3 separate regions of the Mus musculus genome follow, and all the other regions are linked to region 2. The links are chromatin contacts, called in public ChIA-PET maps. All regions are on one chromosome and are shown on one strand. Each heading gives the region's core, a stretch centred on a gene start, on an enhancer-like site or on the middle of the called end of the contact. The rest is flanking DNA. Distances are from core to core; before and after follow the strand shown. Region 1 has its middle 40 kb from the start of Gm1647. Region 2 overlaps Ift80 (intraflagellar transport 80). Region 3 has its middle 17 kb from the start of Arl14.

Region 1 (4,245 bases), core at 1,362-3,861, 200 kb after region 2:
GAGAGAGAGAGAGAATTTCCCTCAAGTGCACACCCCACCTCTTCAAGTTCTGTGGTCTCCTATAGTAGCAAGCTGTGCCAAGCCTTCAGCACGTGAGCCGTCGAGGGGCACAGATCGGAACCGTGGCACCTGTCACGCCTCAGCCACATTGCCCAGCTTTTCTTGCAGCTGTTTCACGGATGCAGACCTAAGGCCCATCTGGACAGAGCTTTCTCAAGACTTGTCACTGTGCTGCTTTCGTTCTCTTCTAGGCCAGGCATGGGGCATATCAAATGACCTTGGCAACCACACATTGAATATAGCCAGGACCTCTGTCCCTGTATCCCTGATGGGGGACACCACTACCACTCCCTGAGTCAGACAGACAATTTTCTTAGACAGAAATCATTTGTGTTCAAATGACAGTCTCTTAAGACCTAAGAATTAAAATAAGCTAGCCTACCCCTAAATAATTATGCTTATGGTCTTCTAACTTGAAATACTCCATTTTTCTTCCATAGTCTGGCTTTGATTTAACAGTATTTATTTATTCATTTGAATTTTCTGAATCTATTATTTGGACAGGAGTCCCATGTCATAATGCATGTTCAGTGGTCAGAGTACAACTTTGTGGAATCAGCTCTTCAGCCTTGACATAAGTTCCGAGGGTCAAAACAGAGATCACTAGGATGTTTGACAAATACCATTACCTAGCTACATCTTAACCATCTCCGATTTCTCCATTTATTTTGTCAATTTATTAACATTTTAGTCTATAGATTGCAAGCATACTAATATAGACAAGCTTAAATAATGCCTTGTGTGCTCATAACTGATCCTCAACATATTTGTGGGGGCGGGGGCCATCCCTATGCCCTGGACATGTATGTCTTTGCCTGCACATCTAACCCCCCTCCCCCACCTCTTTTAAAGCAAATGTCAGGATAGCAAACAAAATATTTTGTTGAAGAATTTTTACATGTCAGGTAAGAAATTTCTTTTACCTTCCCTGGAATCCAGAGTTTCATGAGGTTGTAAAAAGAGTCAATTCCCTGGCCTACCCCAACATCTACCCCACTGATGAATTACTGAAGTACATGAAGAGGTTGGACCTCCAGATCCAAAACTGCAGACTCTTCATGACACAGGATAACAACAGGATGTCTGAGAGGAGTCCCAGTGAAGTTCCAGTATTGCTAATGCAGCAGAAGTCAGAGGCCTCATACCAGACCAACGAGTCATTGCGTTGAACATGTGCAAGCAAAGAAGTGTGGACTAAAGGGTGTACGGTGGGACCCACTGTGACACACTATAGCTTCTACAATGAGATTATCTTCTTTGCTAGAGGGGGGAGGTAGCAGGGGTAGAGGGCGGATACGAGGGAGGGGGAGATGAGTGGGGTTGGAGTGCATGATGTGGAATTCACAAGGAACCAACAAAAAAAAAAGTTAGAGAGAGAGAGAGAGCATTCCCATTGCTTCACAGCATCTGATGAAGACAGGCAGAGCTGTAAGAGTGGACTTCCTGCTCCTGGGAGAGGCACAGTCCACTCCTTTGAGGTTTCAAAATCTTCCTTCACTCCAGGCAAACTTGGAGCATTGCTCCTATAAAACGATGCTGGATGACTGGCAAGTTGAGATTCCCAAAGGCCAACGTGGGGAAAAAGTGGAAGGCAATAACAGAGCCATGAGCTGACATCAGCTTGGCTTAGCTAGCTGTCTGCTCTTTGACCATCAAGTTAATTACTCAGATCTTTATAACTTCTCATTCATGAGAGAGAGAGAAGACCTATGCTGTGTGCATCATTGGATCAGTAGAACAACAGAAGCTGCCAAGGTTTTTAAAACTTTAAATACTAGGCTAAGAATGAAGGTCAGTGGAACACTTGCCTTGCGTGCTCAGAGCACTAGGTTCGATCCCCAACACCTCATAAAACTAGGTGTGCTGGCTCACCCTGGAAATGGAGGCAGAAGGATCAGGAATTCAAGATCATTTTCAACTACATATAGAGTTTAAGACCAACCAACCTGAGGGACATCTCAATTAAACATTGTCTAATTACGAGCTTCTAACACGGAAGGCGATGTAAACTGTGTTTTCAGTTCTTATTTAATGTTTGCCTCTAGAGTACTGTTTGGGGTCACTTAAACTGCAGGAATTATTAAAATTGGTACTAACAACCGGAGCAAATTTTTCCAGGTAGCTTTTGAATGTGAATCGGTCCCACCATGCGTGAAGGGAAATGGGCACCACAGTGTGTATGTTTCTAAACATGTTTCATTTGAGAAAATCCGACAGCACTGTAGTGAGCTTCTGGAAGGGCAGGGAAATAGATTTGCCCTGAGTGGCTCTGCTTCTCTCTACTCCCCACTGGCCACACTGGACCCAGATAGCTGCATCACTTGCTTTAGAGAGAGGTAGTCAACGCTGCATTTTCAGATTTCAGTGACTCCCCTCAAACACCAAACTGGGTCTCTCTGGGTTCCTGAGCTCAGCACCAACTGGACCGGACTATCAGGAAGATTGCCAGGGAAAGAGTGGAGCTGGCTGCCTGCTTCCCGCTGGCTTTCTGAGCTTGCTGTGCCAGCTCTGCTGCTGTGAACTTGCACACCCGCAGTTTCCCCCTCACCCCAGCCTCTGATCTCATCACTTCCTCTTTGCTCTCTGTCTTCTCTGCTCATTTGAGACATTTCATTACCATCTTCATAGAATTCTTTTCTTTTTATTTATTTAAAAGAAGATGTACAATAAATCTTGTGGAAAATAAGCAATATATTTTACACACATACGTACACACAGAGGGGAGAGAGTTGGGGTGAGAGAGAAATACACAGAGACAGAGAAAGAGACAGAGACAGAGAGAATGGTGAAGATAGACACACATACACATAGGACTGGGGATTCTGCCTTATTGATCAGGGTCTCTGTCTTGTAACAGTGTCTCTCACTGACCTTGGAGACAGCCTGACTGTCACCAAGCGCCAGCAATCTTCCTATCTCCACGCCCATAGCTCTGGGGACTCGGAACCTTGTCCAGTTTTTGCCTGGTTGTGGGATCTGAACTCAGATCTCTATGTTTGTGCAGCAAGGAGTCTTATCCACTGAGCCATGGCCCTAACCTTCAGCCCCCAACAGGGACTTTAGTTGGTTTTGTTTTCTGAGATAGGGTCTCTCTATGTGGCCCAGGCTAGCCTTGAATGTGACATCTTCTTGCCAGTCTAAAGGTATAAGATATCTCTTTTAATTTATAAAAAAAAGCATTGATTTGTTTAAATTCTGACAGGTGGTAATTTAACACTATAAGTTTTAAGATCTGTTTTGTTATTTTTAAATTATGTGTGTATCTTTGTGGAAGGAGGTCAGATATGTTGGACCTCCCTGGCGCTGGAGTTACATGTTGTGGGCCACTTGACATGGGTGCTAGAAACCAAACTCAGGTCCTCTGCAAGAGCAGTTTGCATTAGAAACCATGCAGCATCCCTCAGGCCCCAACACTGTAAATTTATTAACTCAGATAATTCTGGACTAACGTATATCTTCACTTACTATTGTAAGTATAAAAGGTACTCTGTTGTTGCAATGAGCTCCAGGCATCAGGGCACAAGGCCGAAATAACTTGGTCTTCCTTAATAAACATGTAAATGACAAAGTACAGATGTCCCCCATTTCCTTTATGAAAAACATAAGGAGGAGAATTTTCAATGAATTCTGGAAAGACCTTGGCGCTCTACTCAGCCTGATAACTAAAAGTGTCTAGTTAATGTGGACATTCAAAGTAGTACTCGAATGGAAGTAGCCCTCAGCAAACAGATTTCCAGGGCATATGAAGGTTAGATGGCTAACTTTCAAGGATCAGTTGTATTAGAAATGAAGAGTTCCATGGTGCTGCATTTATTGATTCCTAGAAAATGAACTTTTTTTTTCTGCAAATGGGGAGAAAATGTCTTAAACTATGGAAGCAACTACCACAACACTTTAAGTTCCATTGTACACTTTTATACATTGTACAAAAAAAATGGAGAGAATCAATTAACACTTTCTGTTCCTTCTGATTTGAAAACTTGACTAGTCTTCAAAGAGAGAAAGAATATAGCAGGCAGAAGACCCACAGTTTAACCCCCAGAAGTGGAAAATAAACTTAAGAGAAGAGAGCTCACCAGACTATCACAGGTAAGCTGCACATTACTTGACTTTCAGGCCTGTGAGAACGGGTTTCAAAGTTAGCTCTCAGTTCAACTTCTCACACCACATTGAAGCAAAAGGCTG
Region 2 (4,529 bases), core at 1,352-3,851:
TGGAAGGTCTCAGCCCATTTTGGGTGGTACCATCCCTGGGCTGGTAGTACTGGCTTCTATAAGAAATCAGGCTCAGAAACCCAAGGGAGCAAACCAGTAAGCATCTCTCCGTGGCCTCTGCATCAGCTCCTGCCCCCAGATTCCTACGATGTTCAAGTCCCTGTCCTGACTTCCTTTGATGACGAACAGTGCTGTGGAAGTGTAAGCCAAATGAACCCTTTCCTCCTCTTACTTTTTTGGTTGTGGTGTTCCATCAAAGCAATAGTAACACTAACTAAGACAACGGCCATGGAAGGAGATACAGGGACAAAGTGTGGAGCAGAGACTGAAGGAAAGGCCATCCAGAGATTGACCCAGCCCATATACAGACACCAAACCCAGACACTATTGTGGATGCCAAGAAGTGCTTGCTGACAGGAGCCTGAGATAGCTGTCTCCTGAGAGGCTCTGCCAGTGCCTGACAAATAAAGAGGTGGATACTCACAGCCATCCATTGGACTGAGCACAGGGTCCCCAATGGAGGGGTTAGAGAAAGGACTGAAGGAGCTGAAGGGGTTTGCAACTCCATAGGAAGAACAACAATATCAACAACTAGTACCCCCCAGAGCTCCCAGAGAGGGACTAAACCACCAACCAAAGAGTACACATGAAGGGACCCATGGCTCCAGCCGCATATGTAGCAGAGGATGGCCTTGTCTGGCATCAATGGGAGGAGAGGCCCTTGGTCCTGTGAAGGCTCGATGCCCCAGTGTAGGGGAATGCCAAGCTGGAGAAGCAGGAGTAGGTGAGTGAGTGGGGGAACACCCTTAAAGAAGCAGGGGGAGGGGATGGGGATAGGGGGTTGTCAGAGGAGAAACCAGGAAAGGGGATAACATCTAAAATGTAAATAAAGAAAATATATAATAAAAAATTAAAAAAAAAAAAAGGACAAAAGCCAAGACAAAATTAGAGAAGAGGAGATAGGAAGACGGTAAGGGCCAGAGGATCAGGACACCTAATGGACAATACTGTCTTCTAGACATGACTGCAGCCATGAAGTCTAAACAGTATGGTAGTCTACACCTGTATACCAACCAGTCCACATGCCAATGTGGATGAGGAAAAATTTCATCACATCCTACCCCTAAATGAAGAGCTACAAGACGGGCAATGGCTGTTGAGAGGAAAAATACATTTTCTGCAGAAAGGAGCCTCTGATAGTTATGCAGTCTGGAGTGATTGGCATATAAGCAATCCTAAAGGAACTCAGTAGGCTGTGTACAAACACAACAGTACATTTTGTATACACACAGCAACAACAACATCACACATGAAGGCGATATATGCCTTTATTACCAGGACTCTGAAGTTACAGGCAGGCAGATCTCTGTGAGTTCAAGGCCAGCTGGATCTACATATTGAGTTTGATATCAGCCAATGGTGTACAGTGAGACACTGTTAGAAACAAAACGTAAAAAACAAAACTAAGAATAATTACAGAACAGGTCATGACTTCAAAGGAGGGGGTGTGGGAGGAGTAGGGGAGGGTAGATGATCAGGGAAGAAATGAAGCAAATGTACTATACTCATGTATAAAATTCTCAAAACATTTAAATTAAAACAAAGAATGTAGTTAGGATTATAGAAAACTAGTATGTGCTTTCTAATTTCCATTATTATACTTATATTTTGTGCAAAGGGGAAATTAATATATTTTAATTTATAAATTATCATACACTCACAACTGTCAGTAAGAGTATACTTTGCTGAGTTGTAGACAGAAATAATTCTGTAGTGCCAGCTCCCATTGAGTTGCACAGGATGTGACTCTGGGCCTTTAGCTGTGCTGTAGGATGTGGACCTGGGATGTGTTCACCCTCCTCCTCCCTTGGCTTTTGAGCTGAGGGCCTCTTAAGGTGGCTGTATCACCATTTCCTTGTTTACAGACCTCCCTTCCGAATACTCACCCACCATGTGAGGACAGGGAGACAATTTATTTCCTGCCTGTACAGTTTTTTAAATAGTAATAGTGTTTCAGAAAGGTGATTTAGAGAATAAAACAAAGCAAGCTGAGAAAGTGAAACATGGGGGCTGGAGAGATGGCTCAGTGGTTAAGAGCACTGACTGCTCTTCCAGAGGTCCTGAGTTCAAATCCCAGCAACCACATGGTGGCTCACAACCATCATCAGCAATGGGGTCCGATGCACTCTTCCGGTGTGTGTCTGAAGACAACTACAGTGTACTCATATAAAAAAAATGAATAAATAAACAAATCTTTAAAAAAAAAAAAAGAAAGTGAAACATGTAGTTTCTTTGTTACAAACAAGCCTTTAAGCCACATTCCTTCAAGCAGACATTAGCTAAGGTGTGGGTGCTTTGGATAGACAGCATTTATTAAGGCAGATGAACAGCTTTACAGAGAAAATGATTCATGATAAGTCTCTCTTACTAGCATTTGAGACAAATTCATAATATTAAACCACTGTTAAAAACATACATATTAAAGCATGAGTTAGCCAGGTGTGGTAGTGCCTGTGTGTGAGCTAAACACTTAAGAGTGTAGCAAGGGTCTGTTCCAAGTTCAAGGCCAGCCAGGGCTCTCTATCAAGACGCTGTCACAAAACAAACAAGTAAAGCACTATCCATGCTGTATTTCAGTTTGCAGAGTAGAACAAGAATACAGTTAGGCTGCAGATGGAGTTATTTTAAAATAAGAATTTAGTAAAGTATGTAACAAGATGTTATTAATTTTATCATTAACAAAAATAGAAATACATAATCATTTTGTAATAAATTCTGGCTTTTTGTTAAGGAAATTTTTATGCTCCATTTCAGTTAAAACATTCACGAGCTTGTTTTTCTGACTTAGTACACTAAAGTCATGTGATCTTTTTGACATTTTTTAAGAAACCACATGCACCTGGGTTGTGTTAAATGTCAGACCCTTATCTCTCTGTAAAACAAATTATCTAAATTCTTTCAACCCTTGAAAGCATTTTAAACCACAGAGGAGTTGAGAAAATGTATTTCCATTGTTTTAAGGAAGTACCTGGTCAAACGTACCATGTTTTTCACATTCATACCATAACAGTATCCCCTAAAAGTGTTGTTTTTCTGTTACTAAAAGATGTATTAGAAACAAAATACTCGCTAATGTGATACAGTGGCTGTCTTTGCCTAGATTTTAATATGGATTTACAGAGTGGATGGAAATACGTAAAATGGAGCCTAGCACTAACTGAACAGTCCCTGTTTACCAGTGCACTAGCAAAGGCTTTGTAAACTGTCAACATTCGCTTCTTTGCTGTTCATAGTAGAAAGCACTCAAGAACTAATTTGCCAGCTAAGCAACAGTGGCCTACACCTGTAATCCCAGCACGCACGGCCTTCAGACAAGCGGGTCACTCTGCAAGATCCTGTCAAAACAATCACATTTCCACTCATCTGGATGTGCAACTTGGTTTTTATGGGGGTCTCAAACAACTGGAACCAGGTGGGGGGAGGGGGTTTGCTATGCCAAAAGCTGTTGCCTGTATGTGGGATATGTTCTTCTAGATGGGCTGCCTTGTCTGGCCTCAGTGGGAAAGGAAGTGCTGAGCCTCACAGAGACTTAAAATGCCAGGATGGGGGGATACCTAGCCCCCCACCCCCACCCCGCCCCAGCTCAGAGAAGGGAAGGGGGCAAGAAATGTGTGAGGGGTGACCAGGAGGGGGCAGTAAGCAGAATGTAAAGTGAGTAAATTTAAAAAAAAAAACCTAAATTAAATTAAAAACAAACCACATTTTGCTTTCACTCTACTTGCAAAAGACAGATAATCAAGTGGGCCTCATTCCAGCAAAGCAACTCACTTATATGTGTCACTGGGTCAAGATAAAAAACAAAACAAAAACTTAAATAACAGCATTTGTTTCCTCAGGTTCTACCTCCCCACTTCCATATGACTTCATCTTTACCTATGTAACCACTCCCAAGTTAAATTTTAGCCTTTATTTCTGATCTTCAACACATTTCCATTTCCCCCAAAGATACCTAAAAACTCAAACTCTATATTGCTCCACCAGAATCTCTTATTCCTCTGGCCCTCTATCTCTTACAGGGTAGCCACCCTCTATCTCTTACAGGGTACCCACCCTCTATCTCTTACAGGGAAGCCACCCTGCTCAGCCCCTCCTAGAACTATGCCCCACGCCTCCCCCAATGGCCGCCTCAGTGCTTCTCTTAAATCCTACCCTCATTAACAAAGGACCTTTCAGAAACAGCCTCACTGGCCACCCTCTACAAGTCCCAATCTCCTCCTGTTTCCTCTTCTCTCACAACGAACTAGAGCACGTTCCTCACGGATAATCACTTCCTCCTCCTGTCCCACTCAGGGTTTCTGGTGCGTTGTTTTCTTTTGTTACAGGGCAAGGCAGTCAGCATGGTTGCTCCACAGTTCTGAGGCACACCCAGAATACCAGGCCAGACTTAACTGACATACCCTGGCCAGATGTGGAACGTATCTACTTCACAGATGGGAGCAGCTTTACCCAGATGGAATCGGGTGTGCAGG
Region 3 (4,273 bases), core at 1,390-3,889, 230 kb after region 2:
CCCAAGTAACTATCTCTTCTACAAGTGACTCTTTGTCATGGTTGCTCTTTGTCAGGATATTTTATCACAAGGACAGAAGGATAGCTAATATGACACACACACATGTAATTTGGGATCATTTACATTTTTAGTGAAATTTTCTGTTCTTCAAATGTGTCTACGCATCTGCAATTTTCTTTCATATATGACCTTTATTTGGTAGGGGGAGGGGGTTGAGACAGGGATCCTCTACATAGCTCGGGCTCTCTAGAACTTACTATATACACCAGGCTGGCTTCAAACCCACAGAGATCTGCCCTCCTCTGCCTCCCAAGTGCTGAGATTAAGGGTACTTACTACCATAACTGGCAACCTCTTTTGTTTTTAAGTTACAAAATCCCAAAACACAGACAAGGCAAAGAAAAAAGAAAAACCAAGTGAACATGATCAGGAACCATTATTTTACTTGACTCTTCCCATCCGGCAGAAGAAAGGAGGTCATGTAATAGTAACAAAGTTAGATTCTTGGTAGCTTGTGGCAAAATCTTTGTTTTCATCTTTATGCACCCTGCTCCTTGTGAGCTGACTGGATGGACTGAACTGTGTGTTTGCAGCCTCCTGGACTCAGCTGGATACTACAGCCACTAGGACACACAATTACTAGACACTGTGACTAGGGGAAAGAGCTAAAGGTTCTTAACCAGGCAATTAAGTGTTCTGAGTTAAAAGCTCCCCCCTCCACATCCATTCACAGCTCACTGACCAGAGCCAGCTGCACAGGCCTAACTTAAGCACTGGGAAGTGGGAAGCAGATTCCTTCAGCACCCAGGGGAGCAAACCAGGTCTGTTTGGGTAAAAGCACTAATGGCTTCTTTAGCACATTGATAATATGATGCTCCCCCTCTTTCTTTTTAAATTTTAAAAAGAATTTTAACTGCACATATATGCATATGGTATGTGCATGCACATGCAAGAGTCTGTGGAGGCAGAAGAGTACCAAATCTCCTGTGAGCTGCCTTCTGTAGGTGCTGGGAATTGAACTTGCATCCTCTAGGGAGAGAAACCAGCGCTCTTAACTTCCCGAGTCACGCCTCCAGCCTGGTCTGCTTTTATCGTTGAGCTTTCTTAGGTTTAGATCTGCTGTTCCTCCCGTTCCCCACCTCACCCCATGGTGTGCCTGGTTCCCAAATATATGGTAGAAGTTTGCTAACACTAGACACTGAGAAGTTTCCTGTTTTGTTAAGGATTCTATGTGGTGGGCCAGATATAGCTCAGATGGCAGAGTGTCTACCGTATGCACAAAGTCCTGAGTTTGATTTCAAGGACAGCATAAACTGGGTGTGGTGTCGTGTGCCTTCAGCCCTCCCGCTGAATTGACGGAGGCAGAGAAATCAAATGTTTGAGCTCATTTTCAGCTATATAGGAAGTTCCACCCCAACCTGGAATACATGAGCCAGGAGAGACAGCTCAGACCTTAAAAGTGCATGCTCCTCTCTCAGAGGACTTGAGTGAGGTTCCTGGCACCCATATTGGGCAGCTCACAGCCACCTATAACTTGAGCTCCTAGGAATCTAATACACTCTTCTGGCCTCTGAGGGTACCACTACACTCAAGAAACACACACACACACACACACACACTCAAAAATAATCTTAAAAAAAAAAAGAAAAAGAATTCTATTTGGTTTCAAGTAATAGAGACCAACACTGTTAAAGTGGGCACACACACCAGGGTTGGTATTCCTCATATGAAGAAACTAAAGGGTGGGGAGGCCAGCTAGAGATGTCATCTGCCGCAGCATCAAACTCCCAGACTCCCTTGCCTGCTGTGCAGCCATTACCTTCAACATTTCCTTCAAAGGAAAGTTGGAGACAAAAAAATCTTTAAGAACACATCACCATAGTGGCATATATAGTTTGTGTCTGAATCTATGTCTATATAATTGTTTCTCTGAACTTTCTGAAAATATTTTCATGAAAAGTTGTGTCTGTGTTGCATGTGTTTTACTTGCCAAATATTTAATAAAAGGCAGGTATACTTCCTATTTGGCTTGATTTAAAAAAAACACACTGCATATTTTCCATGGTTGCATTTGTTTCTCTCTGTTTACTGTCTCTTCTGTCTGCTTGTGCAGGTTTTATACAGACCTAGCGTTTTAGCCCTGGTTACTCTTCTTAAAGCCTCCTCCCCCATTCTCTCAGTAAATGACGACATCATTTCCCTGTTGTTTAGATAAAATCGAAACTCAAGGGCTATCTGAAGCCTCCATCTTTCACCCCTATCCAGCAAGTCCCCCTCCCCCTCTGGAGTCCTCCTAATTTACACCTTGAGCCTTGAGTCTGATCAGATTCCACTTCCTGTCCCTGCTCCTCTAGTCTGGTATGGCATCATCTCCAAGGAAGACAGCTTTGAGAGTCATCAGCCCAGACCCCTGCCTCCACATTGCCTAGCCCCACTGCTGGCTTGCTACACAGCAGCCAGGATAGTCCTCACAAGGGGTTTCCCTGCTCACCACTGTCCAGTGCCTTCCAAGAAGAATCTAGAATAAACTCCAAGCCCCTCCCTGTGACCTACAATTTCTGTACAACTCCTGACCTTTTTAAAAACTGCTGTCTCATGTTCCCCAGAATTCCCCTTGTTGACAAGGTTCCAACTGCAGCCCAGGGCTTCCGTCTCCTAGCTCTCTCTGACCAATGCGGCATTAGAGCTCTGATCTCACTTCTGTTGTCTGTCATAAGCCACTTTTCGTGCCACCTCCTCTGTGAGGCTGACACCCATCAGCCTAGTCACAGGAGTGTTACATCTCCTGCTTACTATTTTTAGTCAACCATCAGCACTGTCAACCCCACAGCACCGTTGATGATCAGATATGATAAGTTTGTCTATTTCCTCTCCTGCTTCCTGCTTGCCCTTGAGAGACATTCCTCCCCGCATATCCAGAGCTTGGTAACATGTATGATTAAATGCTCTATAAATATTTGCAAGCAATTATTTTCTTATTAGGACTGAATTTAACTCATAAATTAGTGAGGCATGGTTTCTATTCAGTTATTTTTGTGAACAGCTATAAAGTTGTGATATTTTCTTCATACAGATTCTCTGCATGTGTTAGTGAGAAAATGTCTAGATGATTTACAGTTATTATCGCTACTTTGAATGAGCATCTTTCTCTGTTATCATTGGCTAAGACGAAAGCTACTTTCTATACTGATGGGTGTGGCTGGCTGCAATGCAAGCCTGTCACCCAATCTCTAGGTTTTCTAAATGGATATGACGTCTGTAATTTTTTTTATAGTCCACTTGATACAGGACTTTTTGGTGAGTCCCTTACACTTTTGGGCTCAGTGGGTATTATTACATTTGATGGAAATAGTATATTAGTGGCATTTTAATATTAAATATTGTTTATATGGGCCTGGAGGGAGAGCTCAGCAGATAAAGCAAGCACTACGTTTTCAGGTTTGGTTCTCAGCCAAACCATCTGTAACTCCAGCTGCAGGGATCAGATAGCTCTGTCTTCTGCATTCATGGGCACATGCCCTCACAAAGTCATGGGCACGTACATGGGCATGTGCACGCATGCACACGTGCGCGCGCACACACACACACACACACCATTAAAAGTAAAATAAATCTTTAGAATTTGTGTTTGTTTGATGCTCTGGCTTACAGCTGGCAGATGAATCTTTTTCCTCTCCTTTGTGAAAATCACATCTGATGTTTGAGTAGGCTGTGTTGGAGTCGGCACCTAGTCACTAGGTATCCAGAGGGTAGGATTCTAGAGACCATTTGTAGGTGAGCAAGAAAGCAGTCATTGGTAAGAATATGAGGACGTGCAATGAGCTAACAGTCCAAGGAGGCTGAGGAGACTCGTGGCTGGGCCACCATTCTGATTTCTGCAAATAATCCAGGGAGCAGAGGACACCCTCCACCCAGAGTTGAGAGTCCAGCAGGAACAGCAGGTGTCGAGACCCCCTCAGGGTCCTTTTTGTTCAAATCCCCAAGGAGGCACTACTTCACAGGAGAAGTGTTCTCCTGGTCAGGAGAGCTGTGGGCTCCAAGAAGCTGACACAAAGGTCCAAATAATCACAGAAGTGTTGAATTTCTCTGTGCCTTTCCTCTGCAAAATTTGCTGGCCTTAAACTTAGCATTGAAACAGCCTCCAGAAAAGCTCTCCTCAGCCCGAGACTGAGTCACGGATCCTCCATGAGACTTTCTTAGGCACGGTGAACACCATCCTTCTAGGTCCTGGCTCATGGCAATTAATAAATATTTGTCTAATTTCTGACACAAA

The links. ChIA-PET counts read pairs in DNA pulled down with a chosen protein or histone mark.
Region 1: an RNA polymerase II ChIA-PET map of memory CD8 T cells shows a contact between it and region 2, with 66 read pairs. The contact joins two enhancer-like sites. A contact is called at or near these places in 1 of 484 Hi-C or Micro-C datasets (CD4 T cells), 1 of 115 datasets of contacts at active chromatin or transcription factors (memory CD8 T cells) and 1 of 9 other capture datasets (adipose tissue).
Region 3: a contact with region 2 is called in an RNA polymerase II ChIA-PET map of memory CD8 T cells, with 106 read pairs. The contact joins two enhancer-like sites. A contact is called at or near these places in 2 of 115 datasets of contacts at active chromatin or transcription factors (memory CD8 T cells and thymic regulatory T cells).

Annotation. Positions count from the first base shown.
Region 1 is chr3:69,168,775-69,173,019 of GRCm38.p6, forward strand. No RefSeq gene overlaps it. Among named protein-coding and RNA genes, the nearest start is that of Gm1647, 40 kb to the left of the region's middle. Within about 2 kb of position 2,612, at least 51 of the 459 cell types and tissues checked have an H3K27ac peak or open chromatin away from gene starts, as enhancers often do. A contact at or near this core is called in memory CD8 T cells, where this site is marked.
Region 2 is chr3:68,971,915-68,976,443 of GRCm38.p6, forward strand. The region is part of intron 5 of Ift80 (intraflagellar transport 80); the gene reads right to left. Among named protein-coding and RNA genes, the nearest start is that of Ift80, 30 kb to the right of the region's middle. Within about 2 kb of position 2,602, at least 37 of the 459 cell types and tissues checked have an H3K27ac peak or open chromatin away from gene starts, as enhancers often do. A contact at or near this core is called in memory CD8 T cells and thymic regulatory T cells, where this site is marked.
Region 3 is chr3:69,203,207-69,207,479 of GRCm38.p6, forward strand. No RefSeq gene overlaps it. Among named protein-coding and RNA genes, the nearest start is that of Arl14, 17 kb to the right of the region's middle. Within about 2 kb of position 2,640, at least 126 of the 459 cell types and tissues checked have an H3K27ac peak or open chromatin away from gene starts, as enhancers often do. A contact at or near this core is called in memory CD8 T cells and thymic regulatory T cells, where this site is marked.